Linked DNA regions of Capsicum annuum: region 2 is linked to region 1. The links are chromatin contacts, called in public Hi-C maps. All regions are on one chromosome and are shown on one strand. The core of a region is the stretch at or near the end of the contact, and the rest is flanking DNA. Distances in the headings are between cores, read along the strand shown. Region 1 has its middle 68 kb from the start of LOC107844351. Region 2 holds the start of LOC107844754 (NAC domain-containing protein 6).

The links. A called contact is a pair of places that touch in the nucleus more often than the background predicts.
Region 2: a contact with region 1 is called in a Hi-C map of placenta, with 4 times the contacts expected there. The contact joins the promoter of LOC107844754 here to the enhancer-like site in region 1. A contact is called at or near these places in 2 of 5 Hi-C or Micro-C datasets (leaf and placenta).

The regions. Positions count from the first base shown.
Region 1 is chr10:133,096,729-133,102,482 of UCD10Xv1.1, reverse strand. No RefSeq gene overlaps it. Among protein-coding and RNA genes, the nearest start is that of LOC107844351, 68 kb to the right of the region's middle. Within about 2 kb of position 2,447, at least 5 of the 5 cell types and tissues checked have an H3K27ac peak or open chromatin away from gene starts, as enhancers often do. A contact at or near this core is called in leaf, where this site is marked.
Region 2 is chr10:133,205,867-133,211,620 of UCD10Xv1.1, reverse strand. LOC107844754 (NAC domain-containing protein 6) reads right to left here and starts at 3,465. Exons shown (of 3, transcript XM_016689105.2): 1 at 3,173-3,465; 2 at 2,803-3,071; 3 at 1,572-2,335. The coding sequence starts at 3,338. The coding sequence ends at 1,871.

The sequences.
Region 1 (5,754 bases), core at 1,198-3,697:
AAAACAAAAGACTTAGGCCATTGGGCCCAAATCAACGAAACATGTCCTAATCTTATTTAGCTTTTGACCCACTTTTATCTGTCCTAATTCTATGTTTTCGAGCCTTTTGGCTCAAAATTCGCTTCACCTGTATTAAATTTACAACTTGGCTTCAAGACCCAAATGAATAAATAATGAAATAAAGAAATAAGACAACAAATAAATCAATACATGAGACATCAATAAATAAATAAGACTTTCAAGTCTCTTAGCCACTTCAAATATGGGACTTTAATCCCTTCCTCTTCTTTCAACTTTTCATATTCATATGCCGTGTAATAGGCTTTAGACTCTCTTTCGGGCTTGACTCAAATGATGGCCTTATTGGCCCATTAGGGAATGCAAACAGTCCGTTTGTACTTCAACGAATTTTCATGCAAAAAAGAAAAAGAAAGAAGAAAATAGAGAACATTAATACGTGACTAATGAAGGGAAAGAGAAATAAAGTTAAAACACCGAAAATAAAGGAAAAAAATTAAATTAGTTAACCCACGGTTTATCGAAGAGGGAAAAAAACTAGATAAAAATATTGCGGATTTAACTAAACGTAGATGAATCTTAAACAATCACAAGCCGATTAGCTTCTCCAATTTTCTTAGGATAAGAAATGTCCACTGAATCTTTACTAGATTTGTAATTTTCCATTTAAAAAGTTAAGATGATCAGATGGAAGTAACTGATAAGATTAAGGGGTCCAACATTTGTTCATTAGCACCAAAGGAAGACAACAAACTTGTGTCCACTACCATCTTAAGCCAAAAAGCAAATAAACTGAAGTAAAATAGATATAAACCTTTCTTAAGCCATGTAAGCATCCAAAAACTTCAAATAAGAAATTTCAACACACTACAAAATCTGATTGTAAAGGGTTTCTAGTATTTCTACCAAAAAGCAAGTAAAACTATTGATAAAGAATACAAATATCTGCTGCAAAGAAGCTATGTAACCAAGTCACAAGTATATTGAACGAGTAATTAGAACAACCAAATAAAGAAATAAAAGGTAGATTTAAATATGAAAAACAGATAAACAGTTCATCAAACAAAATAATACCAACATGGGCGAGATTAAAATGAGATAGACAAAAAAATTCGTAAATGCAAAAAGTAGACGTAAAACAAAGAGCCATTTTAGTATATAAGTGTTTACAGTTTCCTTCTGACTCCTCTTTAAAACGCTCAACAACAAAAATTTATAATCAAATAATAAAGATTCAATCTTGTACATTGAAAAATATAATCTCTATCGTAACGAAAAATCCTAACTCTAATTTTTTTTTCCGACAAACTAATCACACCAAAAAGAAACACAAAATTCAATATTTATCACAAATCAACCATATGCATTCAAAACAGATTATCTCTATCATAAAAAAAAGCCCCTAACTCCAATTTTCCTTCAATAAACTAATCAAGAAAGTAATCATCAATCAACACAACTATTAATTTAAGACTACATGGTTGACAGGTCTCTTTCAGCTTATTAACTAAAAATCTTCAAATCAAGAACGTCAAGAATACCGTCTTAACAACAAATTGCCATCCTCTTTGCGATACCCTACGGCTTCAAAACCTCTACAACAACTCCCAGCACACAATATACTAATCAAAACTACTACGACTACCACTATTACAATGCAACCACATGAGAAAAGAAAATTCAAAGACTAACCGGATGATGGTCAGCAAAATGGGACCACGAGTTAACGACAAGATTCCGACCACCAGAAAAACCTCACAGCTACTTCCACAATTTCGACGCCCTTATATATATATAGCTTTTCTTGAGAGCTATGAAGGGAGTGTTTTCTTGAGAGCCTTTTTTTCCACCTTTCGAGAGCTCCTCCATTTTGCTCACAAATATGCTTTATATAGAACTAGAAAAGCACAGGGGCAATTTGGAGACTTTCAGTGGGAAATTCAAAATTCAAACTGAGGATAATGTTATCTTGTTCCCCGATTGTACCAATTTTGTTATTTTTTTTAAGAATAAGAAAAAGGAGAATTCCCTCAAAACCAATGAAATCCGCACACATATGTACGAATTCGTATGGATTAATCCAAAATTCTAGGGATTTGGACGTTGGGATGAGCCAACTCACCATATTGTAGAAGATTCGACCATTTTTTATAGAAAAGAGAGGAAACAAAAACGGGAAAGGGAATTTCGCACAATTGTTGAGTTGTTCGGGTTGGTTTGGGCATGGGTCGCTGGGTCGGATTCAGGTTTTGCAAGGAGCTGTTGTCGCTATTGATAAGATTGTTGTCATGGTTTTGTTAGTTGTACGCTTGTTGAAGTTGTACCTATTTTATGGTGGTGTTGTTGATCAGATAAAGATGAAAAGGGGATTTGGGCCGGGTTGGATCGTTTCTTCAACTGGGTCGGTGTGTATAATTGGGTTGGGGCAGATTATTTGGTTAAAAGGGATTGGCCTGAGGACTTTGGGCTGTTATTGGTTTAAATCGGATGGGTCATAAGATTGTTAAAATTTTGGGGGTTATTTAAAACTTAACCCCCAATTGCAATTTAGAATTTAGTCGAATTTGATTAATATTTTGATCAATTTGAAAATTAAATTGGCCCATTGAATTGCAAATGTAGTCAATTTGATTTCAATTATGGTCAAATTTAATGAATTAACTAAATTCAATCGAAATTCGATACGAATTAATACCTTATTTAATCTCGAGCTTCTTGATTTGATAAGGTCAAACACATATTTATTCAAATAAATTAATTTATTTTGATAAAATCAAATACATATTTATCCAAATAAATTATTTTTAAAAATAAATTACATTTAAATCAAGATTTTAATTATTATATTTATTTTTAAAATAATCCTTAATTAGAATCTGATATTCCATAGAATAAATATTTTAAGTAATCAAATTATATAATATCGTATAATTGAACACGATAATATATAATCACTACTTAAAATGATAAAATTACGTACAAAAAATATTTTGAATTTTTTTTATTCGGATGAAATAAATATTTTGATTTTATTAAAATTCGAAAAAGCTTAGGATTAAATTTAGTCATGGAGGGCAAAAAATAGGTGTCAACAACTGCCCCCTCCCTTTGGGTAGGGTGGATGTAAGTAACCCTGAGCAAAGGGAGGTTGACGTTCCTAATTTTTGTCCGATCACATATTCGAATCTGAAAGAGGTTGATTTTCGCACGAGTTTCATAGAGTTATGGCCGAACCTCCATATCAGGTTTCCTACATATCTCAGGTTACATGAGAATTCAGGCCACTTGTAGTTCATAAAGCTTGATTTTAAGCATGATTTTAAAAAAATTCATAAGCTATATCGATTTTGGAGTTTTTGGTGAAATCGAAAAGCTGGGGAATAGAGGGATTTGGGGGGAAGTTAGAATGCAGTCGAGTTTTCTACATAGATCCCAGCCTACATATCTCTGAGACGCAGGGAATCAGACTGTTTGTAGTTCGACTCAATTGGTAGAAAATATAGTCTTTTATTTTAGATGATCTCTGACTCAGGATGAGTGGCAAGTTGTTCAAGTTATGAAAAAGAGGTGTGTAAACTCTTAACCATGAACGTGGAGAACTTTACTTTCATAGGTAAGAACTTACCTGGACATAATTTCCAAAACTCTAGGTGTCTTATCACCCGAATTTGAAAGAAAGAGAAGTTTATCCTCGGTATGAGTTTAGAAATATACTGAAGGTGAAGCTAAAACCGAAATATCCCAAAAATTCCCACATTCCTTATAATAGGGGTATGGTTAGATGGTGGTGTTGATCATCCTTTAGCTCGCGTCCAAAGAGTTTGACATCTCTCTCTAGACTATGTCCCATTTTGCTGCTAAGAAAGAGTTCCACGTTATACTGCATCCTATCTGGAGTCATCTGCACCGATGGTTTTGATTTGAGATTTTCATCCTCTCGGATGCTCTCGACAATGTCTTAAACAAAAGTGTTAGTGCTAAACATAATTCACGAAAGAGGTATATAGTCTTTACCATATCTCCATGTAAGTTGTTGCCTGAAAAATAAAGTCATCCCTTTCATGTACCTATTTGGAAGGAAATAACTTACAACAATAGACATAACAACTCTTTTGGTTGTTTTATAATTATCTCATTTGTCGATTGACTATGTCTTCAAGGTGGGGTGGTCCTTTTAGACACCGATGCACTTTATGTAGAATGGTCCCTGCAACCGTGTAATATTATGCTAAGGTGAATCATTTTGGTTGCCTATGATAACCTTTTTGGTTATTGACAATAATCTTTACATGTGACATCGGGTAAGTCCTGCGTATCTTTTGTATCGATATCACTTATAGATTTTCATTGAAATATCAATGTTTGGATAATCTTGCACATTATTTGATGTTGGATACGAGGCGACTTACAGATATCCTTTGAATTTCTATCCTTTAGGTAATCCTGCTCATTATCCGACCTTGGATAAGAGATGGCTTATAGATATCCCTCAAACCGATAATTCTCAGGTATTCTTGTACATCATCTGACCTTGGATAGATATGTCTCAAATTGCTAGTCTTTGGGTAATCCTGCACATAACCGATCTTTGATATGACGTGGCTTATAGAGACCCTTGGACTTATCAATTTGTTAATCTCATATATTCTCCGGTAAGGATTTAGTTGTGACTTACGGATAACCTTTGGACTGTCAATTTTTTGGGTAACTTTGCACACTATCCAGTTAGGATGTTGTTGCGGCTTACGAATGACCTATGGGCTATCAACTCATAGGTAATCTTGCACGCTATCCTATTTCACATAATATGACTTATAGATGACCCCCAGGTTGTCAATTTCTAGGAAGTCTCATATGTCGTTTGCTTTTAGCTAGCAACTTAAAGACATCCCTTTGAATTACGTGATTTTGATGTATTTAGATGCTGATTCATGAAATAATGAGATATTTTCGACGTTAGCATATGCTATCTCATGTGCTAATAGATATTAGATGTTGATGATATCCTCGATGCTAGCATATGCTATCACGTATGTCAATAAATATTAGATGCTAATGATATCCTCAACACCAGTGCTTGTGACTTGCATGTTAACAGATATTAGATGTTGATGATATCCTCGATGCTTGCATTTGTGTCTCGCTTGTTAACAGATATTAGATGATGATGATATCCTCGACGCCAGTGTTTGCGCATCGCGTGTCAATATATATTAGATGCTGATGATATCCTTGACGCCAGAGTATGCTATCTCGCGTGTCAACAGATATTAAATACAATAGCCCTCTCGGCAATGAAATGATATGAAATGACCCTCTTGGCAATGGCATGAAATAGCCCTCTTGGCAATAATATGAAATGGCCCTCTTGGCAGTGGCATGAAATGACCTTCTCAGCAATGATATGAAATGACCCTCTCAGAAATAACATGAAATGTCCCTCTTGGCAATGATATGAAATGGCCCTCTCGGCAGTGGCATGAAATGGCCCTCTTGGCAGTGAGATGATATGAAATGACCCTCTTGGCAATGGCATAAAATGACCCTCTCGGCAGTAAGATGATATGAAATGGTTCTTCCGGTGATTTGAAAATAGTTTCACCTGAGCCCCTTTGTCTGCGTTTTGCTTTCTACATGTACTGTTTGCTTTGCTCCAAGGCAAACTTTGAGGATGACTTTCTGCTCTTCCTCTTATTGAGTGATTCTTTTGATTGTTGTATTTATTATGTTGACTCT
Region 2 (5,754 bases), core at 2,216-4,715, 110 kb before region 1:
GCCTGATCTGCCTATCTATATGTGTGTGTGTAAGTGTCCTTTGTGCCAATCACCCGATAAGTTATCCCTACATACTACAAAGAGTAAGTCCATCACAAGTATATCCGTGGGAACCAAGAAGACTGATGGCTCAGTCTATATGAAGTCTATTGTCATTGATAAAGGGAAAAAGACATGGATTGATCCTTTCAAAATTAATGGCCCTTATTTGGGCCATTATACATTATATGGCCAATCGGTCAAATAAATTCCAATCAATAGTCACTCCTTTGGGCTATTTGGCACTGCTGTTGTCGTTTCAATTTTCTTAATTTTTTTTGTTTTTAATTAGCATCAACAAGAATTATGACTATGACATAGGTTACTCGGTGAATATTTCTTTCGAAGGGGGGTTGCTGTATTTTTTTTCGTTCCAATTATTATTTTTTGGCTAAAAAACTGCTTTTCTTTTTTTTTTTTCCTTCAATTTTTTAAATACAATTGTATAGAATTGTATAATTATTTTATAGAATATGTACATATATAAGATATATGTATAGCAACTATATAGGATCGTATGGAAAATGTATGGTTGTTATATAGAGTTATATATGTATATATATATGTATAAAAAACATATAGAAACCGTATAGAATGTATATAAAAACTTTATATTGTTGCATAAAAAAGGTATTTGAATAATAATTGCAGCTAAAGGTTGTAGAATGTGTATAAAACCTGTATAATTATTGTATAGAATGTGTAAGAAATTGCGTAATTATTGTATAGAATATATCTTTTTATATATGATGTGTATAGAAACTGTATAAATGTTGTATTGAATATGTATCTGAATAATTATTGCAACTAAAGGTTGTATAAGATGTGTATAGAAACTGTATAATTGTAGTATAGAATATGTATTTGAATTATTATTGCAACTAAATATTGTATAGAATGTTCTTAGAATTTGTATAATTGTTATACAAAATATGTATCCATATAGGATGCACATAGAACTTGTATCATTGTTAAATAAAAATGAGTTTATCACGATTTTAGTATTGTATCAGTATTGTGTATATGTAACAAATGTTGTATTATATGTGTATATATGTATTCTATTATCTGTATGTATCAATACTTTAGGATATTCATATATCTAGTGTATTGTCTCTCTCTCTCTCTATATATATATGTATATGCAATACCTTTCGAATTTGAGACTTAAACAAGTCTGTCTTTGACCGAAATTTTTCTTATATTTTCTTTAAATATTTTGAATTGACAATTATTGTGATTTTTAAAGTACTTTTTACGTATTTTTCAAATACATAAATCTTATTTCAAAAAACTTAGAAGATATTATATTCAAATCTACAGTCACTCAAACTATTTGACTCTTGGCAAGTGAGAAGTGTTGGATATATTGAGATAGAGGGAGTAGCGCATTTTTTCAGTGTTCGTTGATAAAGTGCCTGTAGGCTGTAGCGCTTAGGCTACATTACTAATTTATGTCGATTATAGTTTTTATCGGATGTCCCCTAAGGGACTATGGACATTAAGGAACTGAAATAATTATCCGTCAGTACTGTACAAATTAGAATTTACCATTTGAAAATTTACGTTAAAGCTCGACTTTCAATACCCAGAATTTATCAACCAAGATATTATACCGCTACTTGGGAAAAAAAGAAAAAATACTACATAGGGAACCATTAAGGTTACCATGAACAAAGACCTTAGGCGGTCAGCTGGTTAGGTGTTGGCTGTGAGCATATCACTATTATTCTTGAAAAAATCCCTGGGAAGTGGAAATGATGGTTAAGAATACTAAGTCAAGTTTGATTAAAACTGACTACTGATTAATTAACCATTCAAATTTATCTGCCTAAAAGTTATGCACAAATGCTGAAGGTGTCAAACTGAAATTATCAAGCCAAGGACTACGCAATTGCATCCAAACAGGGTCTTGACTAAAGTCCATGCTGAATTTAGGGACGTGCAACTCAGCCAGGTTGTCTTGCCCATTCAGTAATTTTGGCCTGAAGTAATTACTCTCGCCTTTGACTTCTCCTGATACTTCGTATTGGTTGTTCTCAGTAACTGATAAAATATCCTCTTCTACTTCATCCTTGGCGATTGACATCAAGAACCCGTGGCTCTGATAAGTTATTGACGTGGCCATTAGTTCATGATGTTCGTTGCAAAATGACACGGTGTCTATGGGCTGGGTAATTGAACAAGGAGATACATCTACATGCTTTGCGGTCTTTATTTCTTCTTCAATTGCAGCCCTCTGCTCCAACACCTTTAAAGAGGTCGCTTTCCTGTATATTTTGCACAACACTATGTCCTGCATTTAGAATTTTGAATTCAGTATCTTCATATGGTAACTTAGATAATTTATTGAGCGGAATTGTAGTTACTTGAATGTTCCATGTTATATAGATGTTTTTTTCATTTTAGAATGTTCAAAACAGTATGATATCTTTATACATTTGAAAATTCTTCACCTTAAACTTTTCACCATATCATAATTACATGCTTTTATAACTATAACGATATTATGTCATGTTCAAAATTACAAGTTTCAAAGAAATATTTATTAAGGTTGATCTAAAATTTGAATTTTTTGGGCTCAGGCTCAAACCATCCACTGGGTTCAAAATCTGTTGTTTGTACTTATTTACTGATGTTTAAACACATGTATTATCTTAAGTCATAGCTATTGAGTTCAAATTGATATGTATCTAAGACTTTTTTTTTTTTTCCTTAAATTTTGCTATTCAAATGAAGGAAAAATACTGAAATATATAATACCTGAGGTGACGAGAAAGGATCAGGTAAACGAAACTCATTCATGACCCAATCTGTCTTAGAGCCTCGAGGCGCTCTGCCAGTATAGAAAACCAGTGTCTTCTTGAGGCCAATTATATTCCTAGGATGTGATAAACCAAAAATCTTTTTATCAGAACCAGTTGCCTTCCAAAATCCCTTTTGAGTAGTCCTGTTAGGGCGCCCTCCACTGCCATGTTTTCTATACCTTGGCACAAAAAAGTACCATTCTCTCTCGCCAATAGTCGCCAGCCCTACTCAATTAGGCATACGACCACATTATATAAATGTTGTTACATGTTGTAAGACATTTAAATTACAAATTGCATAAAATGTTGGGAATATTTCGATATACCTGGCAGGTCCCAAGGATCATGACTATAAATGTTGAGAAGACCAATTACATCGCATCGCAATTTCCTACCTAAGACCTTATTTTTGAGGTAAAATTCAAGAAGCTCTTCTTCTGTTGGATGGAAGCGGAAGCCTGGCAGATCAAGCTCCATTGCTGATTCTTCCATTATTCGGACGATCACCTTTCCTGATTTAATTTTGTTTTTCAAGTTGCGTGGTGAGTACAGTAAAGTATATTAGTTGGAGTAAATCATATCAGACCAAGGAATATATTTATAACCGAAACAACTAGGAAGAATAGAGTATTATAAGAAAGACTTACTGGTATAAGGTACCAAGTCTTTGAGTCTTTCCTCGAGACTTTGACGCGTTTATGGACAGTGTTGTCAATACGTGGGACATATTCTCGATATTGACATCAATTTTTTTCTAGGAAAATTATATAGATATATTATATTTAGAAAATATGTATCACCTATGATGATAAATTTTTTCTCCAGATATAAAAATTATAACAATATCTATATTATGTGTATAATTCACTTTTAATACATAATGCAGTTTTCTTATCCAACAAATATAATATAATTTAAAATACTTATAATATATCTATTACATACATTATTCACTTCAATACATATTATAGTTCTATAAATGATAATAAGCAAAAGATATGTTTAAAAGTAGTACTAATTATTTTTATATATTGTATATAATAAAGGAGAACAGTTTAACCTATAATTATGTCAAGTGACATTTTAAGAACTAACATCTTACAACAAAAAACTAATTTCTAGATTATTTAAATATTTTATATTAATTTCATATTTATTTCATATCTATATATCTATACATATAATAAAGGAGAATAGTCTAACTTATAATTATGCCAAGTGACATTTCAAAAACTAGCATCTTACAACAAAAAACTATTTTCTAGATTATTTAAACATTTTATATTAATTCCATATTTATTGCATATCTATACATATAATAAAAGAGAATAGTCTAACCTATAATTATGCCAAGTGACATTTTAAGAACTAGTATCTTACAACAAAAAATTATTTTCTAGATTATTTAAATATTTTATATTAATTTCATATTTATTGCATATCTATACATATAATAAAGAAGAATAGTCTAGCCTATAATTATGCCAAGTGGCATTTTAAGAACTAGCATCTTACAACAAAAAATTATATTCTAGATTATTTAAATATTTTATATTAATTCTATATTTATTGCATATCTATACATATAATAAAGAAGAATAGTCTAGTCTATAATTATGTAAAGTGACATTTTAAGAACTAGCATCTTACAATAAAAAATTATTTTCTAGATTATTTAAATATTTTATATTAATTTCATATTTATTGCATATTATGGTAAAAACAACAAAGTTTGACTCATATTGGATGAAAACTATTAAGATTGACCCCTATTAAATGAAGACAACTTGAATTTTTCCTTAAAATCGTCTTCTTGAATTATATATGTTTAAATTCTTCCAAAAGATTTGTGAGAATTATTGTTTTTAAAATTCATGACGCCACAATCATGTATTAGTCGATTAATATAATCAAATAATTTCTCTCTATATATATAATAAAAGAGAATAGTCTAACTTATAATTATGTCAAGTGGCATTTTAAGAACTAGCATCTTACAACAAAAAATCAAGAAAGTAACATGCACAATTAATTTAAATAATATAGATAATAATATTATTTAAAAAATATTTATGATTTCACTATAATTTAGTAAATCAAGAAAGTAATACAAAAATATCAATTAGAGAATAACCAATTAATAATCAAGTAACTTATAAGGAAAATATTATTGTGAGCAAAAAGTCAGTTCAAAATTAAAAAAAAAAATATTATGAAAAAGACGTCATCACTCAAAAGATGTATATAATTAATTTAAATAATAATATTATGCATAAATAGAACATTTATAATTTTATTATAATTGACTAAATTAAGAAAGTATCAAGAAATATCAATTAAGAGAATAAACAATTAGTAATCAAATAATTTATATGGAAAACAATCATAATAATCAAAGAATCATTCCAAAATTTAAAATATTATGAAAAAGATGTCATCACTCAAATAATAACTTTGGACTACAAAAATAAATAAATTTATTTTAATATATTTCAAGTAATTTATATTTTAAAAATATGCATTCATATTTATTGGAAGCATTTTCATTCGATATATTTCAAGTAATCTATATTTAAAATAATGTGCATACATATTTAATGAAAGAATTTTCATAATTAAGAATAACTATCAATAACTAATAATACTATCATTCTATATTAGGAAGTGAACAAATGATAGTCTTAAATTTAAAGGAGGATAGATTGAAACTAAATAAATACTGAAATTTTTTAAAAATGAATATTACTATACAAAAAAAGACTGCATAATATTTATTGAAAATAACTACTAAAATACATATTCGTAATTAATATTTCAAGTCAAATAAAATTTTACGTTATAAAAATATTATTTAATTGACCAATTATATAACTTTATATATGTCTGCAAGAATAATTATGGATTTTAA